3 separate regions of the Mus musculus genome follow, and all the other regions are linked to region 3. Evidence: chromatin contacts called from public HiCAR-type and promoter capture Hi-C data. All regions are on one chromosome and are shown on one strand. The core of a region is the stretch at or near the end of the contact, and the rest is flanking DNA. Distances in the headings are between cores, read along the strand shown. Region 1 holds the start of Trim32 (tripartite motif-containing 32). Region 2 holds the start of Frmd3 (FERM domain containing 3). Region 3 holds the start of Megf9 (multiple EGF-like-domains 9).

Evidence for each region. Promoter capture Hi-C pulls out the DNA fragments that hold promoters and counts their contacts. HiCAR-type assays count read pairs that join an accessible place to other places.
Region 1: a promoter capture Hi-C map of pre-B cells shows a contact between it and region 3. The contact joins the promoter of Trim32 here to the promoter of Megf9 in region 3. A contact is called at or near these places in 1 of 39 promoter capture datasets (pre-B cells) and 2 of 484 Hi-C or Micro-C datasets (CD4 T cells and CD8 T cells).
Region 2: a contact with region 3 is called in a HiCAR-type map of astrocytes, with 4 times the contacts expected there. The contact joins the promoter of Frmd3 here to the promoter of Megf9 in region 3. A contact is called at or near these places in 2 of 39 promoter capture datasets (cranial neural crest and frontonasal cranial neural crest) and 1 of 115 datasets of contacts at active chromatin or transcription factors (astrocytes).

Annotation. Positions count from the first base shown.
Region 1 is chr4:65,603,589-65,607,288 of GRCm38.p6, reverse strand. It overlaps Trim32 (tripartite motif-containing 32), which reads right to left and starts at 2,303. Exons shown (of 2, transcript NM_053084.2): 1 at 2,220-2,303. All of the region lies in intron 16 of Astn2 (astrotactin 2), which reads left to right.
Region 2 is chr4:74,011,908-74,015,449 of GRCm38.p6, reverse strand. Frmd3 (FERM domain containing 3) reads right to left here and starts at 1,847. Exons shown (of 14, transcript NM_172869.4): 1 at 1,534-1,847. The coding sequence starts at 1,680.
Region 3 is chr4:70,533,056-70,536,670 of GRCm38.p6, reverse strand. It overlaps Megf9 (multiple EGF-like-domains 9), which reads left to right and starts at 1,743. Exons shown (of 6, transcript NM_172694.2): 1 at 1,743-2,443. The coding sequence starts at 1,849.

The DNA of each region.
Region 1 (3,700 bases), core at 1,054-3,553, 4.9 Mb after region 3:
GCTCCAAGCTCCTTGCACTATCTCCCCATTGGCTCTGGTCTAAGAGCAAAGCAAGAACAAAGTCCAGGGCTTCTCTTAATCAAGAGAAGTCACCCAGCTTCTGACTACGGGGCAAGCCTCCCTTTCCTTAGGAGAGGCTGCAAAGGGAAGACCAAGCCGACCGCAGCAAACCAGCAATGGAAGAGAGGATGTGGCGGGGAGCTACATGGCAGGAATGTGGCTTTAGACAAGTGACCTCCTAAGCCTTAGTTTCGTGGGTAACACTGAACAGTGAATGTATATTTAGAAGGAATATCATGAGAAGAAAGCACACATATTTTCAAAAGTAGTAAATTCTGAGCACTTTTACTGGGCACCAAACAGTAAGCACCCTGATTTAGTACACTGAGTCCTCACAGCCATTCTATGACGTAGGTCCCTGAAGAGCTTGTGCACTGAGAGGTCAATTGACTCTTTAAAGGTTACAAAGCAGAAAGAGAAAAATAAATAAATAAATAAATAAACAAATAAATAAATAAATAATGCCAGGATCTAACCAGAGCATTCTTGACTCTGATGCCAGGACCCATTTTGGCATGACTGCCATTTCTAGCTAAATGATAGTTTATTGTAGGGGTTGTTCACTAGAAACCAGTATCCCCCCCCCCAAGTATCCCCCCCCCCACACACACACAACCCCTCAACTATGACAACTGACAATGCCTCCATCCAGACACGGTCAAATGTTTCCTGGCAGAACAAAAGCACCCTGTCTGAGAACCCTGGCTTTAGGTAATGGCACAGGCTAAATACTCAGTAGACAGGAGGCTCCGCCTTGTTCCAACCTTGTTTTGTTTCTCACCCAGAACCATTGTCTCTGTGAGCTATAATGGACCTCCTATAAGATAATATTAGGTTGAAGATCATTTTGGCTCATACCTTGGACAGGGAAAAGGCTAGGTAGCAGAAGCCCTTAGGTAGTTCACTGCTTCTTCCCCAAGGCCTATAATATCGGGTCTGTGATGAGGAGGTGGGGGTGGTCAGAGTGGGTATAGTCAGAATACATGCCTGCCTCAGGATTAAAGGGCCTTTAGTTAGTAAGTGAGGAAGAATCTGCCCTTCAAAGAATGTCAAACTCTCCTTCAGGATTTCTGAAGACTGGTGTCTTTATTCCCAAACCCTTACATTCTCCTAAATTCCATTCATTTATACATAGTTTATTTATAAATTACTTTCAGGTCCCTGGGTCTCCAGAAGACCCTCTGGGTTCAGTTATGCCAAGACCAAAACAAAAACAAAAACAAACAAAAACCTCCTAAGAACCTACTCACAAATTTCATTTGGTTTTGAATTCTATAATCTAGTTACAGCATTCACTCCCCACCATTCATTCTCCACAAACCTCATTCTCAACGCTAAATCCCAAATCTATCATTCAACCTTTTAGACTGTATGCTGCAGCCTTGCAATTCACCAATAGCTCTTATGTGTCCCTCATCCCTCCAATACATCCTTTAATCTATTTTCAAATTCCCACATCTATCACCCCTGTATGCCATCTCCAAACTCCAATCCTGTACCTCAGATTTCTGCCCTCCTTCAATCTGATCGCTCATCTGCCCATCATCCCCATCTTGTACTGGGCCACCTCCAACCCCCGCCCCCCACCTCCGCCCCCGTCCTGCCTCACGTGTTGCCTTCAAACCTTTGCTGCGATTTTCTAACTGGGTACTGATTCCCTCGGGAACTCACCCCTCAGTCTTTCCCAGATTCCGCTACAGAAATCCCTTTCTCTTCAGCAATTAGGATCTTCCAAGACCTTGGCTGTTTTGATCTCAGATCTTGCTATCATTACACCGATCTCCTCAAAGCCCCTAAGATTCTGCCCGCCAACACCCAACCTCATCCAGGCCTGCCAAATTCCTTTATGCTTTCTGATATTCTGCACCCAGATACCTCCAGGGACGTCAGATCCTCCCATCTCCCACATGCTGCACCCCGTCTCTCCGCATGGCCCCCACATTACCTCATACCTCCCGACATGCTGCAACTGCAAATTTCCTCAGCCCCTTTGCTCCCCTCCCCCAGCTGCATCTCATCTCCGCCGAATCGCTCCTGAGCCCGTCCCTTCCGAATCCGATCCTGCCACTCCGATCCAGTCCCCAAATCCTGCCATTCAATCTTGGATCCCCGCGACCCACCACAGTCCCTGGTCGCAGACCCTCCTTCCCGCCCCCTACCTGACCGCCCGCAGCTCCGACGCGAGTCCACCGCTGCCAGCCCACCCGCCCGCTGCCTTCTGCGCATGCGCTAGCACGTCCTTCCCATGGCAGTCGCCAATTCGTACAGTCGCCTGCCCGTCAACTTGCCCCGCCTCCCGAGGCATGCTGGGGCTTGTAGGTCTGTGGGCTCAGCGCCCGCGGCCCAGCTGAATAGATAGGGATGGCTCCGGAAACCTAGGCCATTGCAGCTTTCTGCCCCGTTTCAGAGTCTAAACATGGTTAGTCAATGCTAATCCCCCAGTAGTAGTCTCCAGAAAGTTCGGGCACTTTGCAGACAGACGCCTCTTTGAAGAAGACAAGCACACTCCCTTCAAAGAGCTGCAGGTCCCCGGGCTAGGTGTTTCTGCCTGTGACACATCCCAAAGTGGAGTCACTGAACACATGCCCCTTAGGAAAGACGTTTTCTTTGCCAAACAGCGCAGAGGCGGATAGCAGAGGGAGAAACAGGGAAAAGCCTGCATTGAGCCTTGTCAGACGGGAGGTTTTGTGGCCAGGACCTCCTGGTCCTGAAGGTAGTTTGTGGACAGGTAATACCTGCTCCTGAATGCGATAAACACACAGTACTAGTGAGGAATATGAAGGAATCTGAAATATTATGCTCTCATATTTGAAATTCCACCTAGCTGTGTACCCTCTGCACAATGATAAGACAACAAAACAAAAACAGTAATACCTTTAGACACTTTCCGACAGACTACAGACTTTGAAAAGAAGCTGAGACCTAGGGGTTAAAAGGCAAAGTAACCAGTTTCTACCTGTCAGAACCTGGCTTTAATTTCCCAGAATCACTCTTAACTTCATTTTTCTACTTCTTTATCTCAAAATAAAGTTAAGGATTGTTTTGATGAGTTACTAATAACTCAGAAAGGTGGGAAAAGTAAATTTATCCCCTTCCCCCACCTCACTCCCGCCCCTGTCCCACACATCTTGTCCAAGGTTCGGTATACACCTGGCATCGATTTTGATGGAACTCTGAACCAGGCTATTCATTCTCCAACTTGTTTCTCTTCTCAGTGATTCAGGAGTTCTCACATGATTTTATCCCTGGCCGGATTTCCTGATTATACATTCTGAGTACAATTTGATATCTCAGATAATTCTAGAGCCCTGAGCCAACCCAGGCACCCAGAACTCCCAAGGCTTTCCCAGAGAATATGTGACTCAAAGTTCCTTGAAGAAATTATATCTGTGCTGGCAATTCTATGGACTGACCAAATACCTAGAACTGGGAAAGGATAAAACATATTGTAGACACATAGTCAATTTATCTTGGGCTAGCTTTAGTTCTCTTAATGGCCATTTATTAACAACCTATGACTCTGGCCTAACAATCTTCTGACTATAAGGTAAACCATTGGAATGTATAGTTAAAGTTAGAAGACTATGAGCTTCCACTAAGAATGTTATAACATCCGGAAAAGATAAAAGAACTTTCCCTA
Region 2 (3,542 bases), core at 598-3,097, 3.5 Mb before region 3:
CAATATACATATAAACTGAGAGGGAGGAAATGTTTACAGAACCCTACCCTCTATAAAGAACATTGGGCAATCATGACCATGGAAAAGAAGGAGAATAGCACGTCCCAGGGATGAGTCCACTTATTGGTTATTCGATAGAAGTGATCCGCCCTGAAGCCATATGCACACAAACAATAAAAACACACTGGGAGGGTTGTGCTTATAGTCTTATGCATACATATACATATATATGTAACCATAATGATAAAAGAACAAAGGCATCAGTTGAGATTGTGGATGCGGTACGTGGAAAAAGTTGGAGAGTGGAGACTTGGGGGAGAGGATAGAAGGAGGAGGAGGAAGGAGGAAAGCGATGTAATTATATTTTAATTAAAAATGTCTTTTTAAAAATTCTGGCACAAGCTAGAGGCAGATTCCTGCCTCTTGGAGGTGTTAATCCCTTCACGTCCCACAGGCATGGGTCTTAGAACCTCAAGATATAGTAGCCTGGAAGAGGGAATCCTAGAAATAGTTAGATTTTAAACTCTGATGCTCACAGTGCTTAGCTCTGCTACAACCTTTGCAGAACTTGCATGTCATATGAGGTCATAGGAGAAGCTAACACCGACCTGCCTGAACAAGTGCAGCCAAAGGGCACACAGCCTGTTTGAGTGCATAGAAACACATAGACACATCACCACCACCACCAACAACCACCAACAGCACCAGCTGAGGCAGCAGCAACAGCAGTTTGCAAATATATTTGCGAGGCCACAGACAATGATCTCCCAAGGAAGGGAGAGGCCAATAAAAATACTAAGCAACGTGCCTTCTCCAACTTGACCACATGAATAGTCACCAAAATTCCAAGCTCTTTAACCCAAGACCCAGCTTCCTGCAGGACTCGTTTGCAAGCTTCATGAATCTTTTCCCTTTCTCTGAAACACACATTTCATGTTTCTTTAGAGGTAGCTCCAAATCGATACAAAGTGCATCCCATTCCTCAAGGCTGGAGCCCAAGATTTCTAGGAAACTTGGAGAAGTCCATTACCACACTAGAGAAATCAGGCTCCTGTCAGAGAAACAGCAGGGTACAAGAAGCAGGTTCCCAAACCGCCTGGGCGCGGGAAACAGGAGCGAACCCTGGCTGGTGGAGTCCTTTTCCACGTGGTGGATGAGAAAGAAGGACACTGGGGTAGCATGCAAGGGTCTCCCTTGGCTCCGTGGCTTCTATGTCCTGGTGAGATAGGCTCCAAAGGGACCAGTACAGCGCCAAGCGAGAGACATTTGCTTACAGTCTCAGCCTAGGAGCAACGTAAAGTGAGCCCAGGGAACACGTCAGGGTAGGGGGCTGAGGTAAGGATAACACACAGCAGATGACTATAGAGGGCCAAAGCCCCTATCTTGAGGACTGAAGCAAATCCAGCATTCCAGCCGCTCTTCTTTGCTGAGATGGGTTTCCCACCAGTGCATGCCTACCCTCAGAGCCCTCTCACTCACTCCTGCACCGTGCGAGTACCGCACGCCCTGCATCCTCCCCCGGTGCCACCGCACCTGGATATGGCAGGAGACCTCCGAGTCGTCCAGCAGTCGAATGGTGCATTTCATCTCCTGGTTGAGCGATTTGATACTGGAGCTCCGAAAGTGAATCATCTTCATAGTCCTTCTGCCTCTCGGCGCACAGTGACAAGAAGCGAACATACACAGCAGCACGCGGGAGGCAGCCGTAGGAGGCGCGGGACCCGCGCGGCCCTGGTCCACGCGGACATTCACACGTTCTCAATACAGTCGCAGCTCCGGGTGCAGCTCCGCCCGGAGACCGTGGCAGCGCAGGGCGCCTGCGGCCACCAGCGGCGAGTGGCGAGGAGAACCCGTCCCTCCCTCTCCTCTTCACACGCTCCAATCCCCGCCTCCTTTCCTAGCTAGCTCAGAGGGCACCTCCCTTGGCTTGGGCTTGAAGGCTGAGGGCGGTGGGAGCCCAGGACCCTCCTAGGGCTCGCGGTTGGAGGAGGCACAGGACCGACTGTCCCCTGACGCTCAGAAGCTCTGGCGGGGGCCACTTCCAGGGCTGCTGCTGCGTCAGGCTAGGCCCTGATGCTTTCCTCCGACTGGCCGCCTCCTCCCTCCTCCCATCGCGGTTGCTAGATGGTCCCTGCCCTGCTTCTCTTCGACTCAAAGGCGCCCTGCATTGTGAATTCCCGGATCCTGGCGGCCAGCAAAGAGTGCAGAACAACCCACACACCCTCAAGGGAATTCCGCTGATGGAGAGAACTGTTGGGCTGGAAGGGATTATCAAACAATGGCAAGAGGCACAAACATTGCACATGCACATGACCGTGGTAACAGTCTCGGATATTCCTGGCCGATTTTAAAGTTAATATTAACTGAGATCAGCCCTCGTCTTCCATCTTTAGTTAGGAATTGTCTTTCTTAAATAGTTTGATTTTTTAATTTTTAATATTTTTTTTATGGACCTATCTCCTTAGACTCCAACTAGAAGCTCTATTCTGCCCCACCCTCTTTAGGGAGCCTCCTCCACCTCCCACAGCATAGGAATCTAGTAGGAGTCTAATGACAAAGACGTTTCCCATTCTATTTTAGTCTCCTCTCTGGGTGCTGGAAACCCTGGAATTCTCTGTTGCTCTCCAGGAATTCATTGTCATCCCAATGAGCCCCTGTCCCTGTGTGAAATGCTCTAGGTTCAAGGGGTGACGGAGATGTTGCAGCAGTTACAGGTAGGTAGAACTTCGAGATGGAGGGAGAAATGTTAGAAAATAGGAATTAAATGAAAGCTGCTTTGCTCTGTTGTTTCTTTTTCAGTGAGGAATGATTGCTACCAGAAAGGCTTGTTAGCTGTCAGTTCTTTAACGTTTGCTACATATGCAGTCCCTTCATCCAGAGGGATACCCTGTGCTGTGGAGGGAAAAAGGCTGGGAAGGGATTGGCTGTGGCTAGCAGTGCACTTGGCGTTCTTCCTGTCCTGTGTATTCCCTGCTTCCTCTGCAATTCCAGCACTAGTAATCACCCTACAGTCAGGCATCTATTTCTCAATCCTCTAAACTGCAAGAGCGATCAACCTACTACTGCCCCTTGTCTGAAACCTCAGCACTAGCAATGATGAAGCTGGAGGAGAGAGTGTGAGGCCAGCCTGGATTGCTTAGTGAGACTGTATCAAATAACAAAAGGAAAAGAGAGAGAGAGAGAGAGAGAGAGAGAGAGAGAGAATTTAGTATAACATTGTATCTTAGTCACTCTTCTATTGTTAGGAAGAGACAGCATGAGAACGGCAACTCTTATAAAAGGAAGCAGTTAATTGTGGGTTTGCTTGCAGTTTCAGAGGGTAGTTGTGATCATCGTGGGAGCATGGAGGGAGCATTTGACAGCATGCATGGTGCAGGAGCAGTGGCAAACTACATCCTGATCTGTAAGTAGCAGAGAGAAAGACAGAGAGAGACAGAGACAGAGAGAGACAGAGACAGATGCTGTGCCTCCCTGTCATGCTGTGGTGAATGAGCATTCAAATGACCCTATAGAAACCATTCTTAATAAAAACTCAACACAAG
Region 3 (3,615 bases), core at 494-2,993:
CCCTTCCTAAAGGCAAGTAAAAATAGAACTATGGTCAATTCTTGCTAAATATTTGTCTTTAGAACAGTTACATGGCCCTCTCATTTAGTCCCTTATTTCTTACATAGGTAGGCCTCTAAAGACACACCCAGAAACAACCTCACATTGAAAAACAGAAAATTCACACAAAACACACACCAGTGTGCATGCATTAATATCTTAAACATATCACATGAAAATACAAGTTCTTATATTTGCAGACTCACACATACAATCTTCACAGAGAGACTTACAAATGTGTTTATGCTTTCATACACAAGCTCCAACATATCCTCTCCCCACCCACTACTCACTCAGGCAAATAAATGCATGCTTTTGTTAACACACAGGAGTTCACACACAAATCTCATCCTGCCTGTCTGGTTAGAGGAGAATGACTAATGGGAAATCATGCACAAAGGCAAGCATCCTAGGAGAGGCCACGACTGGGTTTACAGTGAGGCTGTTGGGATGGAATTAAGCCATCAGATGACAAACTTGTCCTGCCAGATTGCACCTAAAAGTTGCTCAGCTGAGGCTACCATGTCCCGCAGCGCTGGATCCTGGGTGATGGTGCAAGTTTGCCTGCCTGATTTCCAACTTCCTCCAGAGTTTAATGTCATCCAGGGTCAAGCTCTGTTATCAGCCCAACCCCAATGCAGGCAACAGGCAGGAATCTCTGGGGACTCAGAGGCAATGCGGGCTGCTTTCCAACCTTAGGCTTGTCCTGACATAGTGCAACCCCAAGTGGTTAGCATTAATGACGGTTTACAACCGTGGGCCAAGCATTGGGTTAAACCCTTCAAGTACATGATTTCATTTTCACAACTCTGTGAGGGGGATGGGGTGTGCCCTCTCATCTCACCATTTACGTGGTTAAGAAAACTGCTTGAGCCACAAAACCACTCAGCAAGAGAGACAAGGAGCTGAAATTCAACCTGGTCATATTCTATTCTTTCCGAGGTTCTGAGCATAAACTGTGCATGCCAGTTTGTCTCCTCCACACCCTCTTGTGCTCAGGATGGGGCTCCAGGCCGTCCCATCTGGCTTAGTGCAGGCCCATGCCATCAGCAGGTGCTTAGTGGGGGCACAGAAGTTGGCTTGCTGAAGCCATCAGCAAGAGCTTTAATTTCCCCATCTCTGAAATGGGGTTGACAGTGTTGATACCGCAGGGCCAAGGCCGGCTGTCTTGAGCAACAGAGTGAGAGCCGAGCTCCATCTAATATATTAGCTGCCACCACCCTCGCCCGTCGCGGGGATGTAACCCAGCCCCCGCCCGAGTCCGGGTGCGGTTCCGGCGCCCCCATTGTTCAGAAGGGTGGAGACGCTGTCCACAGGGGACTCCCCGCCCCGGGTCCAGCTCGCAGCCCAGTGGAACAGATGATTTGGCCTGGAATCTGCCGCGCGGGCCGCGTCCTTTGTCTGCTCGGCGGCGTTGGATGCCCAAGGCCCGCGCCCCGCTCTGTGGGTAGACAAAGCCGGAGCCGCAGCGAACCCAGCCGGCTCCAACACCTCTCGCGCCTCCCGACGTCCCGCCCTCTTCCCTTGGAGTCCTCTGATTGGTCTGCGCCGTTACAAAGAGGCCGGGGAGCGGGCGGATCACGTGGGCCAACGCGGCTTCCGATTGGCCAGGCTTCGCTGCCTATCGAGGAGGGCGGGCAGTGCGCGCTCCGCCCAGTCGCTCCCTCCGCGTTGAGGCCCGCCCGCGGGGCCGGCCGCCTGTCAGAGGGAGGTGGCGATGGTGCTCTTGGTGGCGGCAGCGGCGGCAACGCTTTCCTTGGTCGGACGGCAGGGAGGAGAAGATGACTGACCGATCGACTGGATGAATGAATGAATGGCGGAGCCGAGCGCGCCATGAGGAGCCTGCCGAGCCTGGGCGGCCTCGCCCTGTTGTGCTGCGCGGCCGCCGCAGCCGCTTCCACAGCCTCGGCAGGGAATGTCACCGGTGGCGGCGGGGCCGAGGGGCAGGTGGTCCCGTCGCCCAGCCCGGGGCTTCGGGACCAAGCCAGCAGCCCCTTCCCTAAGACCGCGGCTCCCACCGCGCAGGCCCCGCGGACCGGTCCCCCGCGCACCACAGTCCGCAAAACCGGGGCTACAACCCCGTCAGCCGGCTCCCCGGAGATCATTCCTCCTCTTCGCACCAGCGCACAACCCGCTGCCACCCCCTTCCCGGCTCTGGACCTCTCGCCCGCCACCCCTTCGGAGGACGGACACACTCCCACCACGGAATCACCACCCTCCAGACCCGCGCCCACCACCCTTGCGAGCACAGTTGGCCAGCCGCCGACCACCTCTGTAGTCACCACCGCTCAGGCTTCCAGCACTCCAGGGACCCCAACTGCCGAGTCCCCGGACAGAAGCAGCAACAGTAGCGGAGTCCCGCCCACCGCACCTGTCACCGAAGCCCCTACTTCTCCTCCCCCAGGTGAGTCCTCTGGACCTTCCCCCAGGCACTGCCTATTTACACACCGGCCTCGTCACCCTGGCCGCTTCTTGCCCAAGAGCTTCCCAAGGGAAGATCCGAGCTCCAGTTAAAGTAAACCCCCAATCCCTCCAAATCTAGAAAGTCTTTTGTCCCCCAACCTGGTGCCATGCTCCATCCAGAGGGAGCTGCTGCTATATGGAAGGCTTAGGGTCTCTTCCTAAAACAGGGTTTTCTGGCCTTTGTCAGAGTCCCAGAATGGACACAAACTTTTGTATTGGATCCGCCCAGAAGGCCACCCTACCTGGGATATTTGGGGGAAAGTTTGAAAGCTAGGATGGTGCTTTATCAATGCGCAGGTAAAAACCTTTACGGGATTCCCCCAGATGAACAATGTAGTTTGCTTACAAACAGAAACGGCATTGTAGTCCGTGTTTTCTCTGCAAATAAGTAGATTTTATAGGTCATTTGGGACAGGTGTGTATCTAGGTTGAGCAAGTTTATAAATTAGGTTAAATCCCTTCCTTGCACCACTTCATTCTGTCTCAGTTCCAAGGTCAGTAATTGAGCAAATGCCATTTGAGCAGGGATGCCCATCTTTGCCCCTTTTTAAAGTAGGATGTTCATTACTGCTGATGCTGACATGCCAATTTCTGTTTGAACTCACAATAGGAAATGCAGCTCTTCTGCTGGTGAAAGTGTTCAAGCAAAGTTAAGATACAACTGCTGTTCTTTCACCCTTTTGCATCTTAAATAGGCCAGGAACTCAACCAATAAGGCCTACGTCTTTAAGAAATTCAGCAAGTTTTCTGAGATCTTTTGCTTTGCATTGGGGTGGAGATTTGCCCAGAGCACTTACTTGTCTAGCTTGATCTGATTGTTGACCTAATTCTTAGGCTCAGTGGTTTACTGTGGAGTCAGGTATGAAGTTTGGACTATAATTGAGTTGGTAGAAGATTTTCCCAGATGGTTAAGCCTTGAATCGTATGTTGGAGCTTGGCAAAGGCACAAGTAGGAATGCAGATTATTCACCCCCAAAAGCCACATTTGGATCTCTTTTAGCTTCAAGGAATGTACTAACTAGCTAGTTTTTAAACCTTTCATGCTTTTTAGCTTTTTATAAAGAGAGATTGACATATTACTAAAAGTTAGACTAGTACCTAAGTCTAGACTCT